Regions from separate parts of the Mus musculus genome. Here regions 2 and 3 are each linked to region 1. The links are chromatin contacts, called in public HiChIP or PLAC-seq and promoter capture Hi-C maps. All regions are on one chromosome and are shown on one strand. The core of a region is the stretch at or near the end of the contact, and the rest is flanking DNA. Distances in the headings are between cores, read along the strand shown. Region 1 holds the start of Alpl (alkaline phosphatase, liver/bone/kidney). Region 2 holds the start of Ddost (dolichyl-di-phosphooligosaccharide-protein glycotransferase). Region 3 holds the start of Hspg2 (perlecan (heparan sulfate proteoglycan 2)).

What was found. Promoter capture Hi-C pulls out the DNA fragments that hold promoters and counts their contacts. HiChIP or PLAC-seq counts read pairs in DNA pulled down with a chosen protein or histone mark.
Region 2: a contact with region 1 is called in a promoter capture Hi-C map of pre-B cells, with 2.9 times the contacts expected there. The contact joins the promoter of Ddost here to the promoter of Alpl in region 1. A contact is called at or near these places in 2 of 39 promoter capture datasets (pre-B cells and stem cell-derived epiblast-like cells), 2 of 115 datasets of contacts at active chromatin or transcription factors (embryonic stem cells and large pre-B cells) and 1 of 9 other capture datasets (embryonic stem cells).
Region 3: an H3K4me3 HiChIP or PLAC-seq map of embryonic stem cells shows a contact between it and region 1, with 6 times the contacts expected there. The contact joins the promoter of Hspg2 here to the promoter of Alpl in region 1. A contact is called at or near these places in 2 of 39 promoter capture datasets (hippocampal neurons and stem cell-derived epiblast-like cells), 2 of 484 Hi-C or Micro-C datasets (embryonic stem cells and olfactory sensory neurons) and 3 of 115 datasets of contacts at active chromatin or transcription factors (all in embryonic stem cells).

The regions. Positions count from the first base shown.
Region 1 is chr4:137,794,081-137,798,674 of GRCm38.p6, forward strand. Alpl (alkaline phosphatase, liver/bone/kidney) reads right to left here and starts at 2,304. Exons shown (of 12, transcript NM_007431.3): 1 at 2,162-2,304.
Region 2 is chr4:138,302,642-138,307,235 of GRCm38.p6, forward strand. Ddost (dolichyl-di-phosphooligosaccharide-protein glycotransferase) reads left to right here and starts at 2,097. Exons shown (of 11, transcript NM_007838.3): 1 at 2,097-2,397; 2 at 2,514-2,624. The coding sequence starts at 2,238.
Region 3 is chr4:137,466,572-137,471,165 of GRCm38.p6, forward strand. It overlaps Hspg2 (perlecan (heparan sulfate proteoglycan 2)), which reads left to right and starts at 2,232. Exons shown (of 97, transcript NM_008305.3): 1 at 2,232-2,353. The coding sequence starts at 2,291. Gm13010 (a long non-coding RNA gene) reads right to left here and starts at 571. Exons shown (of 3, transcript XR_881513.1): 1 at 130-571.

The DNA of each region.
Region 1 (4,594 bases), core at 1,054-3,553:
CCCAAGTGGCTTGTAGATGTCCCAGGGCAGGTCACTGTCCCTTCAAGAGGTTTCTTCATATGCAAGAAAGGATAACATCTCCTGTCTGTGCAGGATAGAACAGGAAAGGACCTGGTGCTGGGCTTTGTGGGCAATGAGGTAGAGGTGGGTGGCAGGAGATTCCTGGGCTATTCCCAGCCGGGAGCTCCAGGCTCCCCTCCCAGGCTGTGTCCGGGAGGGAGGAGGACACCCAAGTGACAGTAAGGAAGGCTGAGTGCTTCCTCCCTGTCCAGCCCATCAAGGAATGGGCAGAGCCTGGGCAAAGGTGGTTGACAGGATCGCAGGGTTCAGAGGCAGTGACATAACCCTGTACACACTGATGCAATCTCTGCTGAGACTGGAGCTAGGGACAGCCACTGCTTTCTAAAGTATGTGAACCCGCTAAACATGTTGCAGGCTGTACAGCATGCTCCCCACCAATAGGGTCTACAGACCAAAGACTTCCAGCTCCTGTACGCCCTCAAGGAGAATCCCGAGCCACCGTGAGAGCAGAGCTGTGGCCAGATCACACAGTTTCACCCCATCTTGTTAGTACTATGTACTGGCTGCTCACTGTGACAACAGTGTGACATCTTGATCCCTTTTTTGGGGGAACTACGTCATCTTCATTCTACCATGTGACACTCAAATTTTCAAAGCCTGAAAAGAATTTATTATGCCAATGTTCGCCTCAATGAGTTGGGTGGGGGGAAGGGGTCGTTATTTACTGTTCCCTTCTCAGCACCTCGATCAGAGTTTAGCGCACAACTGATGCCTGGTAAGTATGTGTGGATCGAAGACACTCACTGTCTGGCCTATCGGGTCTTTTGATTCACTGTAGTCTTAACATATAGATGGGACCATCACTGACATGGCTGCGAACCAGCCCAGACCTGTCTCACTCCACCAGTAGGCTTCTGAGAAGCTGTGTTCTCCCCTAAGGGAACCAGAGACGGTTCAGGAATTGGAAAAGGAGGCAGAGACAGGAGACGGCCAGGGAGTGGGAGAGGAAAGAGCTGACTGGGGAGACCAGAGAGGCTTGGAGGGTGAAGGGCATACTGGGGGGGGGCTCTCCTTAATCTCCTGGGCTGTGGAGAATGGGCAACAGGGTTCAATGCCTAATGTCATTGCCTACATTGTCTAAAACTCTCTGTCCCTATTTGTAGTCTGTCAGGTGTCAGAGCAGTCCTTATCCAGCATTTAATAAACAGTTGCCCTAATTCTCAACCAGACTGAGAATCTGAGGCTGCCTGAGGGGGGGTCTTTGAATTCTTCTTGGAGCCAAACGTTCTTTCAGGCCTGAGAATAATCCCTCTGTTATATGTATGTGTGTGTGTGTGTGTGTGTGTGTGTGTGTGTGTGTGTGTGTGTGTGTGTGTGTGTATGATTTTGAGACCTAATCTTCCTAGAGTGTTAGAGTGGCCTCGAACTCACAGAGATCCTCAGCCTCCAGACTGCCAGCATCTCTCCAGAGTTGCCGCGCCAGCTTTCCTTTTTAATCAGGATTCACAGGCATACCCCAGAGTCCTTTGCAAGTCTTCCTTCCTCAGGCCCATTACGCGTTGAAAAGGATTACCATGGACAATGTGGGAGTAAGAATGAGGTTTTTTTCCTCCGTCTTGGGTCCTGCCGCTGTGACTGTGCCTTTAACCCTTTCTTACCCGCGCTGGGCAAGGCAGCAGCCCCACTCTCACCTGCACACAGCCTGGAACCGTTCACAGGCTCCTTCCGTTTCCTGGGCTCCCCCACTCTCAGACAGACACTAGCACGCGGTCTCCGATCTCTCCCGCCAAAGATCGCAGCACGTGCCTTCTTCCTGCTGCTCCCCAACTACTTTAGACACCAACGGGACAGAGTGCCAAGGGACCACGAAGGGCGCAGCTGTGGACTACGGAGGCGCGTGGGCACCGGGAGCAGGTGCTTAGCACGAGGGTGAGGTCCTGGGTAGCGGCTCAGCGGGCGCCACGTCCATCATCCTGCCAGGCCACAAGAGATGCGCGCGGAGTCCGGAGCGGGAGGTCGTGGGTCCCCAGGGAGCCTGACCTTCCACGTGTCCCCACCGTGGCTGGGACAGTCACTGCGGGACCGGCGGAGCGCGCGCGTGGGAGTCGCGCAAGCCACGGGCGCAGCATGCTTTCCTTACCTGCAGGCACTCGTGGGGAGGGTCTGTTCCGGCTCGCGAGCGGCAGCCCTAAGGAGCGCAGTGGCGGGAGCGTACTCTGGCGGCCACCTCCCCCGCCTGCTTATGAAGGCGGCCTGGCCGAGCACCCGCCGGCCTCCCCGCCCCCGGCCGCCCCGCCCCCGGCCCGCACCCCGAGCCCCAGGCGGGTGCCTCTGCGTTGCCAGGGCGCCCCCTGCCGGGAGCGCGGCGCTCGACCCGGCCCGTAGGGCTGCAACAGGCAGGGTAACCCGCCTTGCCTCTCTCTTTCCCTGCGGCTCATCCTGGCTTCAGGGTGCAGCTGGCTTGTCTTTAGGTTTGATTTCTCTGTAGGAGACTTTGTCCCTCGATGGTTGTCTTCCTGTGCCTGACCCTGCGCGTCTGTGAACCCACCTGGCTCCTTTTTTCTGTGCGTCTTTCTGCCTACACATCCTTGTCCGTCACCATGTGCACCTCTGAGCCTCACACCCTTACCCCTTTCCTATCCACTTTCTCTTTTGCCCTTAACTAAGTCAGTAGGAAGCAGAAGGAGACCCCTTGGACAGGGCCCTCCCTCCCTAATATCTGAAGAAACAGGGACTCAGGACATTCTGTCTGTCCCAGCCAGAAGCCCCAGGACCTGCCCGGGGCAGACCACTTCCCAGGCAGTGGAGCCAGACTGTCTAGGCCCACAGGCCTGCTCTGGTGACTTCGGGGGACTGGCCAAGGCTCTATAACCCGCAGACACTATCCCCTGGTTTTTCTTCCTTCACGTTATTGGGAGAGTTATAAGAGACCGAGTTTGGAACATGCACAGGAAACAAGGAAAGGCAACCGCTGGGTGCCAGTGGGCCTTATCCAGTTCCCCAAGGGCCACCACCTCCCTTCCCCTGAAAGCCAGTCTGGTTTTGAAGTCTCTGATTCGTTTCCTACTGTGAACTCCTGGAGGTAGGTTTGAATGCCACCACCATTTGAATACTTCCTCATTTCCTCCTAAGAGGAGGGTCTTATCATCGCTACTGAAGCTGACAAAACCCATCTGTACCTCTAATCCCCAACAGCCAGAGATTTGAAAGCAAAGATCAGGTTTCCCTGAACTCCATCTTCCTGGGCACCTAGGATTGATCACTTCTACCCTGAAGTTCCGTCTTAGGTCCAGGCATCTTCTATATGAGCTCTACTATTGAGCCCATTTTACAGGAGGAAAAGCAAGGCCCAGAGACAACATGTGACCTCATCGGTAAGTTCAGGGCCGGAACTGGAGCCTGATGCCAAAACCCAGGAATGCCTGGGTTTGTTTTCATTTGTTCTTGTATTTTAATAATTAATGCTGTTTATTTACAGCGGTGCTAGGAAATTTCCCTTGAGAAATAAGTTTATGTTTTTACAAAGTGAGACCAAGTATTGGGTAAATTACTCCTTATTTATGTATTTCATAGCAAGGTCATAATGGCAAAAGCCATTGGGGCGGTGAATAAATGAAACTTTGGTCATTTCCCGGCAGTCCTCGTCTGTAAGGAGCTGAGAGTTAAGACAGCAGTGAGCTCAGAACACAGCACTTGGCAATTACTTGCTAGCTAGCGCCAAAGGGCTCAAGATGACAAAAGGCTGGAGATTGTATCTGTGTGCCGAGGGACATCCGCATCATAAATGATCCCCCTTCCCAACATTGGCAGAGCTGAGAAGCTGAAGCAGCAGGCGCTGAAGGCTGAAGGGTCCTGTCTCTTACCACGGAGCCCCTCTCCTCTGCCCCCAACACCACACATGGAGAATGAGCAATTCTGGCTTGACTTATGGCTAGCCTGAGTCCATTGTGTCTTCATGGAGAATCGAAAGCACTCTCCAAGGGATCGGAGTGGCTGCTGATCTCCTTCTGCCACCTTCTTCGCTACACTTTCCCTGTTGTTGGTCTCTGACCCTCTAGAATTCAGTTGAAGAATTCAGCTCAGTGGTACAGCATTTGCCTATGTGCAGGAGACCCTGGGTCCCAGATTCAGCACAGAAGGAAGCAATCACCTGAGATGGTGTCTCCCAGCATCCCTTGCTTCCCTGATCTCTGGGTACCACTTTTGATGCAAGGAGGGGGGTCAGGCCTTCACATCAGGAGCCCAAACCCGCCCCCACCCCACCCCACCCCCTGCCCTAGCTCTGTCCTGGCTGGTTGGTAGGCTGACAAGGTACCTCTGGTTAAGCTGTTTGGTCCAGAACATTTGTAAATGGAGCCCAGATTCTGCAGGGCCAGGCCTGCTCAGCCGGTGGAAGCAGCCCCTTACATAGAACTCTCGCCGTCTTTTCTCCAGGGTACGATTCCGAGAAATAGGAAATGGCACCACCTGACCTCCAAGCTCCCGTGCCTGAGAGCTGTTCGTTCTTTCTCTTTGTCCATATTGACTTCATGCCATGAGCTCCCTGCTTGAAGTAAGGCCCAAGTTTCATAGT
Region 2 (4,594 bases), core at 847-3,346, 510 kb after region 1:
TCCCCCCCTTTATTGTGTGTGCCTAAGTTGGGGACATGTGTCGTGATGCTTGGACGGAGAGGAGAGAGGCCAGCTTCCAGGATGGCTTCTCTCCATCCACGGTGGCTTCCGGGGATTGAGCTCAGGTTTGTGCAGCAGGTGTGGTTACTGCTGTCCTGCCAGGCTTCAGGGACCCGAACTGGAACTGTGTCCTGACATAGCCAGAAATGAATCCAGGTTGCCATGACAGCCCTCCCCTCTGTATTCCAGCATGACCTCGGTGGGCCCACAGTCAAGGGAGCTGACAGTTCCTCACCACCTCGATAAACGAGAGCTGCACCCACTTCGTGGTATTCTGTGAAGGGTTAGAGTATGTGCTAGCTCTGTACTGAGCTACTCTGCCCTCCTCCTTATACCAGAGACTTTGGTAGGCCTTACTTACTCTTGGGCCAAGGAGTTTTCACTGAAGCAGCCAGGGTACAGGGTCAGACTACCAAAGGCCACTGCAGTAGCACCAGTCAGGGGAGGTTGCTCAGGTTTCTGAGGGAATAAAGCCCCACCCACCACCATGGAAAAGCAAAGATACAGATCTCAGGTGGGAGTCCTGGGGAGGGCGGGCACCTGTGGAGGGAGCTGAAAGGGCAACAGGTGCAGATGGGCAACTCAAGGGTGTGTGCGAAGGTTGGCAGTACTCAGAGCAGAGAGCAGAGGCGGTTGAAGCTATAGGGAGAGGTGTAGGTGGGTACCTTGAAAGGGTGTCCTAACAATGGCACATCCCTAAAGTCAGTGTCACTGAGTGGTGTGGTTGGGCTTCAGAGAAGTTTAGGAACGATAATTATTATATGGAGACGGTCACATCCAGCTGGCCTGGGACTTGCATGTAGCTGAGGACAACTTTGCACTAATTATCCTGATGTTTGTATCTCGAGTGCTGAGGTTACAGCTGCCAGCTGCCATGCCTAGTTTTCTATGATACTGGGCATCAAACCCAGGCCTTCCTGCAATCTAGATAATGCATGCATCTTACCCACTGAAGTACACATCCCTAGACCTCTACGTTTTATTTCTGTCCTGAATCTTGGGTTGGTGTGTGTGTGTGTGTGTCAGAAGACAACTTGCAGAAGGCCGTTCTCTCCTTCCACCGTCTGGGGCCCAGGGATTGAACTCACGACGTCAGTCTTGGTGGCAAACAAGCACCTTTATCAGCTGAACCATCTTGCTGGCACCCCATGTTGGCTTATAGACAATTCCGCTAGGCACCACGCAGCAGCTTGGGTAGCCGCCAGCCAGGTGCGAGCCAGGCGTGTAAGGACTCCTCTCGGCTAACCTGCCTCTCTCCCTATCTCCTATTCTCTCCTCTCTCCCCCCAGATGTTCTCAGCTGGCCTCTTCTCTACCATTCTCTGTTCCCCTTTTCGGTCTCTACCCCGTCCCAAGTCCCCTTCCCTTCCACCGACGATAAATCGTCTTTACACTAGGTCTGTCGCGTGGCTTGATTGTTCAGGGGATCACCTTGGCCGGCCAGCCAAGTTGCTCCCTCCCGCCGCATTATACCAGCTCTCAATATGTGACCCCAGCAGGCCTGGACTCACTATGTGGACCAGGCTGGCCTCGAAGTCACAAAGATCTGCCTCTGCCTCCCACTCGAGTGCTGAAATTAAAAGCACGAGCCACCAATCCTGGTTGTGAAGAGCCTTTTGATCACTAACCTTCTCCTTGGCCATCCACCCTGTTTCGGGCCTGGCCAGAGCCTATTTCCCCACCTCATTGCTCTCAAGAGATAAGGGCCTGCTTCCGAGCCCGTTAGACTAGCGACAGGCGAGGAATTCACCCCTATCTGGTCCTGGTAATGACAACTGCGTCCTGGGGGAAAAGGGGCGGCTGCCTAGGAAACGGAAAATCTGGAGACGCTAGAGGAGAGTTTGAGAGATGTGGCGGGAGCTAGCCTGGGCGGAGGCAAAGGGCGCCCGGCTTTGTTGATTGGCAGCAGCTACGGAGCTGTCTCTCTTGGATTGGCCCTTTTCCATGGGGGAGGCGGAGCCTCAAGTGCGTTTCGCCAATAAGGTACAGAGACTCGGCCTCCGGAGGGCCACTTCCGGTGGCGTTCCCTGCTTCTTGGTCCGTCCCCGCAGCGGCGTGGGCCGCGGGGCCACGGAGTACCCGGACCGCTTCCAAGTGGTACTCCGCCGCTGCGAGCGGCCATTGGGCGGCCGCGAGGGACGCTTCCGGTGCCCAGGTGCTGGCCTGGGCTGCTGGGAGATGAAGATGGATCCCCGCCTCGCCGTCCGCGCCTGGCCCCTCTGCGGGCTGCTGCTGGCCGTGCTCGGCTGCGTCTGCGCCAGCGGCCCCCGCACCCTCGTGCTGCTGGACAACCTGAACGTGCGGGACACGCACTCGCTGTTCTTCCGCAGCCTGAAGGGTGAGCGCCGAGCAGAGCCGAGGGAATGGCCCGGGTTGGGGCGGAGACGGCAGCCCCCTCCGAGGGCTGCAGCAGGGATTCCTCTCCTGACCGGGTTCCGGGTTTCTTTCCTCCAGACCGGGGCTTTGAGCTCACCTTCAAGACCGCAGATGACCCCAGCTTGTCCCTCATTAAGTACGGGGAGTTCCTCTATGACAACCTTATCATCTTTTCCCCGTCGGTGGAAGGTAAGGGCGCGCGTCGCCCCTCGAAATGGGATTGGGGGGGCTCAGGAGACGGCTGTCTTCTTGTTCCTGGGCATGTTCTGGGTCTTGGGGTGAGTTTCGAAGTATAGTAGAGGAAAATGTTAATTGCAGCTTGGGCCTCGGAGATTTCATCCGTCAAAAAGATACAGCTAAGGATAGAGTGCCAAATGTCACCCGTAGACATTTCGCTTCTGGAGAAGGGGGTTTTCTCTAACAAGGGTCCTGATAAAGAAACTCTTGATTTGACTTGCTTGTGTACAAAGATTTGTCACATTATTAACATGGATTGCTGTAAAAAGTCATTCTGCAGGTCATAAGAATACAAATAGATACATACCCATCAACCCTTAAGGCCTGATGGATGTGTTTTGGCTGACCAACACAAGGCTAGTTGGTATTGGGGGTGGTGGGAAATATGCATGTATGTGAGGTTGTGCACACTTCTGTGGACGTGTAGAATCGGGTCACCTACTCTGTCACACTCCTCACTCCCTTAAGCCAGGGTCTCTCACTGAACCTGAAGCTTGCCATTTTGACTAAGCAGGCTGGACAGTGAGCTCTCAGATCAGTCTCTGCCTCCTGATGCTTGGGTAATAGGCACCGCTTGTCATTCCCAGCCCTTACTGGAGACTTGAACCCAGTGACCGACCTGTGGCTGCCTGCTAAGCCATCTCACCAGCCCTCAGAGACTACTGAATGGAGTGAAGATCTGTAACTTACACTTAACTATTTCTGTCTTACAAGGCAGTTGAGTCCACCACTAGACATTTCTGTTAAGATCTACTGAGCTGAACTTTGTCTCTCTCTTCCATGTGTATATTTGGAGAAGTGTTCTTAACTCCCTTGGGCCTGTGAGTCTGGTGTCCCCAACCGAGAATAGATGACATGAGAGTCTCATATTTTTATCTTGCTGAGATGCTTGCCCTTCCCATAGCTTTAGCCACTTCCTATGTATTTTCACTAACTAGCTATCTCCAGTTCCTTTGGCAATTTTCTTTTCTTTTCTTTTCTTTTCTTTTCATTCATTCATTCATTTTTTTTTTTTTTTCAAGACAGGGTTCCTCTGTATAGCCCTGGCTGTCCTGGAACTCACTTTGTAGACCAGGCTGGCCTCGAACTCAGAAATCCACCTGCCTCTGCCTCCCAAGTGCTGGGATTAAAGGCGTGCGCCACCACCTCCTGGCTCTTTTTGCTTTTTTAAACACTTTAAAAAATATATAACTTAGTTGTTTTTGCTTTACATATATTGGTGTTTTGAATGCATGTATGTCTGTGTGAGGGTGTTGGATCTCCTGGAACAGGAGTTACAGACGTGCTAGGAATTGAAACCAGGTCCTCTGGAAGAGCAGCCAGTCCTCTTAACCACTGAGCCATCTGTCCAGCCTGACAATTTCTTATGTGTGTGTGTGTGTGTGTGTGTTTGTTTGTTTGTTTTGCATGGATATTTGGCCAGCATGTATGTCCCACCATGTTTATGCCTGATGCTTTCAGAGGCCAGAAGAGGGTGGTGGATCCCTTTGGACTGGAATTGCAGACAGTTGTGAGCTGCTGTGTGGGTGCTGGGAATTGAACCCTGGTCCTCTGGAAGAGCAGCCTGCGTGCTTAGTCACTGAGCCGTCTCTCCAGCCCTGGCCGTTTCTTTTGCTTTTTTGGTGAATGTGCTAGGTAGTTTTTCCGTTTCATCTTTGGCCCAGGCTGTCCCTGTCTGGGGTAAGATGTCCCTGCCATTCTCTACTTCAGTTAAACACGGATGGCCTTTTGTTTCCCCTGGCAGCTACTTTGTATTCTGTAGTTCACACAAGAGTGGGTTCTGCCAGCTGTCTAAAGTGCCAGTCCCCCCAGCCCCACCCCCGGCTCCTGCTGTCTCCCTTTAGGTCCCATGGAAAGCCCCTCCCCTGGTGCCCCAGCACCTACTCCTGGTTTAGGATGCTTTCACAGCCTGGCACAGTGCC
Region 3 (4,594 bases), core at 982-3,481, 330 kb before region 1:
CATTGTTTAAGCAGCATATGTGTGGCGGTCAGAGGACAACTTTGGGGAGTTGGTTCTCTTCTACCTTTGTAGGACCCAGAGATAGAGCTCTGATCTCAAGTTCTCAGACTCGGTGATAAGTGTCCCTACCTGCTGAGCCGTTTCTCTGGCCTGACGCTTCTTTCTTTCTTTCTTTCTTTCTTTCTTTCTTTCTTTCTTTCTTTCTTTCTTTCTTTCTTTCTTTCTTTCTTTTTCTTTTCTTTTCTTTGTTTTGTTTCTCTTTTTTTTTTCCCATCAGTGTCCCTTAGTCCTCATATGCACACTGTGAGAAAGGTCAGCATGGCCCTTGCTTCCTGAACGGAGGCAGACAGTGGAGGCTGAAGGATTTGTTTCGGACTTCACAGCTAGATGGTAGAGGCAGGCTTCTCTGTTGCACTGAGAATAGCACGAGGCAGGATTGTGTCCTCCTTTGTCCCCTTTAGCAGAACAGGGACCACTGAGGACCACAACTGGGCATGCCTTCTCTGTCTGTCCCATCCCCCTGCGAGGAGCAGATGCAGGCCTTATTAGGTGCTATGCTGGGAGCCTGGGCTGAGGCCAGAGTGTTGGCAGGCCCACTTGGATGTACTTTCTGCTCTTCATGCTATGAGTTGGTCCCTCATAGTTATGCCCACAGGGCAGAGAAGAGCCCAGTCTTTTGGAGATGGTGTCTCTGTGGAATAGGGTCAGGATGTCAGTGTTTTCTCAGGTCCCCAAGTGTCTGGCTCCTATCACAGAGAACATACTTTCCGGACAGGGCTGGCGCCATTCAGTGAACTGGGCATTTCCTTCTGTCCACAGCCCACCTAACTCCTGGCTGCAAAGTCTGCTAGGAGTTTTCTGGAACCTAGCAACTCACAGGAAACAATGGAAACTTGGGTTTGTATTTTTTTCTCCCTCTATCATCACTCAAAGGGTTTTCCTCAAAGGCACACACATACTTCAGTTATTTTTCTCTCCACCCATTAGCCTGGGGCTTCCTGGAAATTTTCAGTCAAAAAAAGGGGACCCTGGGTAGGTGGTAAAGACACACCCCAGCTCCAGGCTTGTGTGTCTGCCCCTGGGATGCAGCAGGGTTGCCTCAATGCCAGTGACTTGGCAAGAACACCTGAGACTGAGGCTCTGGAAGAGCCTTGTCTGAACCTGGGTATACAAAGTGATACATCTCTGGGACTGATGTATGTGAATCAGAGTGGGTCTATGAGTGATTCAGATCGTCTGTGGCATAGGGGTAGGAGCACCATCTTGTCCAGTATCACGCACTGGGATGAATGTGTGGAGGAAAAATGTAGAACATATAGGCTGGTGAGTGTGTGAAAAAGCACATAAGCCCTAGCACAAAATGTGTGAGGAACTGGGTGTGTGATTGGTGTGTGATCCAGACTAGAGAGAGAACTCAGTGGGAAGAGATATTTGCCACAAAGCTCTGTTACCTGAGTTGGATCCCGGAACCCACATGCTAGGAGACCATTACTTTCCAAAACACCTCTGAGCTCCACATGTGCACTGGGGCATGTATGTAGGCGCACGCGCGCGCGCGCGCGCACACACACACACACACACACACACACACACACACACACACACAGAGGTACAGAAAACAAACACAATAAATAAAAGCCACTTTATAGCTTGTTGGGATGCTTGAGTCTGTAGAAAGGTAAACAAAAAGGTAAACAGGTACATGGAGTGGATGTGAGCAGCTGAGTGCATGTGAGATCCCCCTCTCTCGAAAACTGCTGTGCACTCCGTGTGGAGCACGTGGTGTGAAGGAGCGGCGTGTGCGGAGGGCTCGAGGCCCTGCCAGGTGGCGTCTCAGTCCTATCCCACACTCCAAGCCACGTCTGGCGTGGAGCCGGTTGGGCCTCATCCCACATCGAGGGGGATTGGGGCCCAGACAAAGGCACAGTCGGCCGCGCCGCTCCTCCAGAGAGCCTAGCTCGCGGCTAGGAGGCGGGGGCCGCCGCTGAGGGGGCGGGGCCAGGTCTTGTTAGGGGCGTGGTCTATATGGTCAGGACGCGTTGCCTCGGGGGCGGAACCTGGTCTTGTGGGGTGTGGCTAAATGTTTGGAGGTGGGGCCTAGGGCTCCTGAACTTGGCGCCTCGGGGGCGGAGCCGGAGACCCGGGGGCGGGGCGTGCACGGGAGGGCGGGGACGGGAGTTGGTTGGGGGGGTGGGGGGTGGGAAAGAGGCGAGCAGTCCGAAGGACTCGGCAGGACAGCGAGCTGGTGGCTGCGGGAGGCGCCGAGCGAGCCAGCGAACGAGGCCGGGCCATGGGGCAGCGGGCAGTGGGCTCGTTGCTGCTGGGGCTGCTGCTGCACGCGCGGCTGCTAGCGGTGAGTTTGCGTGACCGAGGGCCGAGGGCGGGGGGCGCGCGCCAACTTGGCGGGGCCACCGGAGGCTGCTCGGCTGGGACTCTGGCCCGGGACGGCCGCGCCCGCGAAGGACCCTGGGCTGGCACTGGCCAGCGCCACCCTTGCAGCGTGGGGCTTTCCTAGGGGACGTCCCAGGGATCCAGCGTGGAGGTCAGGGGCCGTCCCCGCAAGCGTGGAAATCGGAGGGTCGCCGGCCACGTTGTTCAGGCTCAAAGTCGCCTCTGGGCATGGCCCGGCCTGCAGTTCTGGCGTGTGGGGGGGCTGACGGAGAAACTTCTAGCAGGGTGGGAACTTGGCAGGACAAGGGTATTCCTTTCTGCTGCCAACTTGGCAGAAGGGGCAGTTCATGGTGATGGGTACCCTGTCAGTCGTCGCTGGAACTTTACCATGCTATCCTCTGGGGGGAGATTATGATCAGGCAGTCAAAAGTTAAAACTTGGAACAAAACTAAGCCTTGTGTGGAGCACCCCATGGACCCTGGAGTTTTCTAAGCCATAAGCTAAATCAATCACTGCGTTGCACTGAGCCTCCGTGAGACCTGCAGAGAGCTAGTTAACCTCTGGGAGGTAGTCCCACGTGGGTAAAGGGAACTCAGAATGGGAAGCCTCAGGGCAGAATGGGCCTGGATGGAATGAGTGCTGGGTGCAGCGCTTACTACAAGCCAGCCCAAGAGCAGCTGAGAGTCCCCAGGATTCTTCCACCACCTCCCAAGTGGGATGCTGTGTGTGCTCCTTCAGTTCTGCCCTTACCCTGAGCTCACAAGGGGCCACAAGGAGGAGAAGGGAACTCTTGAGTCAGGAATCCTAAGACCTGGAAGGCACTTGGCAGGAGAGGCCCAGAGGACCTGAGTGACCTCACGGAGGACAGGGTGGAGTTGATGGACCCGGCAGGCAGAGGGTGGAAGATGAGGGTGGGGTACCTCTGGGCCCTGCTGTGGTGAGCCACAGAGCCCAGGTGCTCCTAGACAGTCTCTATCCCTGTTCCCTGTTCTTGGAGCCAAGAGGGTGACTTTTCCAACTAGGCCAGTGTTTACCCAGTGACTGCTTCTCTGTCCTTGCCTGGCTGGCTCTCTATCACCTCTGCCCTCTTGAGTCACTCCTTAACCGCCCACCAGGCTTGACCCTTTTCTGTTTCTGCCACACCCACGTAGCACCTCTCCTCCCCACCCTCTACAGAGCAGCCTTCTCCTCTAACCTTCTGTCTGGCCTCTCACCCCAACACTCAACTGCAGGGCACTGCGGTTGCTCCCCATTCAGCCTGAACTTGTAACTCCTAAGACCGATGTTCCCTTCCTTAAGGCAATGACCTAGACCTGGGATGCTATCTATTCCTGGTCTCCCCTCAGCTCTGCCCCCTGCTGAAGGGCTCCCTCATGTATGGGCTACACAATGGCAGGAGTGGAGGGTGGAACTGTTTGCGGAGGGCCAGAGGAATTCTACTGGAATTCCCTGACTGCCTCCACTGCCCCATTCTCTTTTTCATTCACCAAATCTTAATTGAACAGCATTCCGGGACAGCCATGGGAGTCCCCCAGGCTCATTCATTGGGAAGATACTTTCCTTACCGCTATTGTATGCTGGCCCTCGGTAGGGCTGAGGCGGGTTGGGTGAGTTGGGACACGCCCTTCGCTGCCCTCTAGGACTCAGCCTGGTGGGCCGTGATTCACTGGAGAGAAGAGCAGGCAGCCCTGAAGCTATAGGATCTTAGATGCCGCACAACAGTCACGTGGAAGTCATCGCTGACCCACCCAAGCTCAGAGTTGGCCCCCTCCCACAAAGAGCTTAGCCTCAAGGGTCTTACCGACCCAGTTAGAGTCCTAACTTTTCAAGCCTGAGGTCCACATCTGTGAAATGGGTGGAGTGTCAGGAAGAACCGTTTTCTAGCCCATGTCCCAGCAAGCCTTGCCCCACTGCCCTGGCTCTCCTCAGCCCGTCAGTTTGATTCTAGGCACAGTCAGGTGGGGGAGGGCAGCTTACCCCAGGCCGAAGAGTCTAAAGCCTCATTGGAGGCAAGGACAGTGGTCTATGATTACGCGGGGGAGTAATTTCTGTTCTGGGGATAGGATGGGACCAAGCCTGGCTGACTCAGGGCCTACCCTGGCCTGTTGACCCTTTCCTTCCGACTGCATCGTAGGCCTTTCTTTCTCAGGACCAGCCCCACTGTTGATAGGAGTCTTGAGGGATGGCAGGGATAATGACAGTG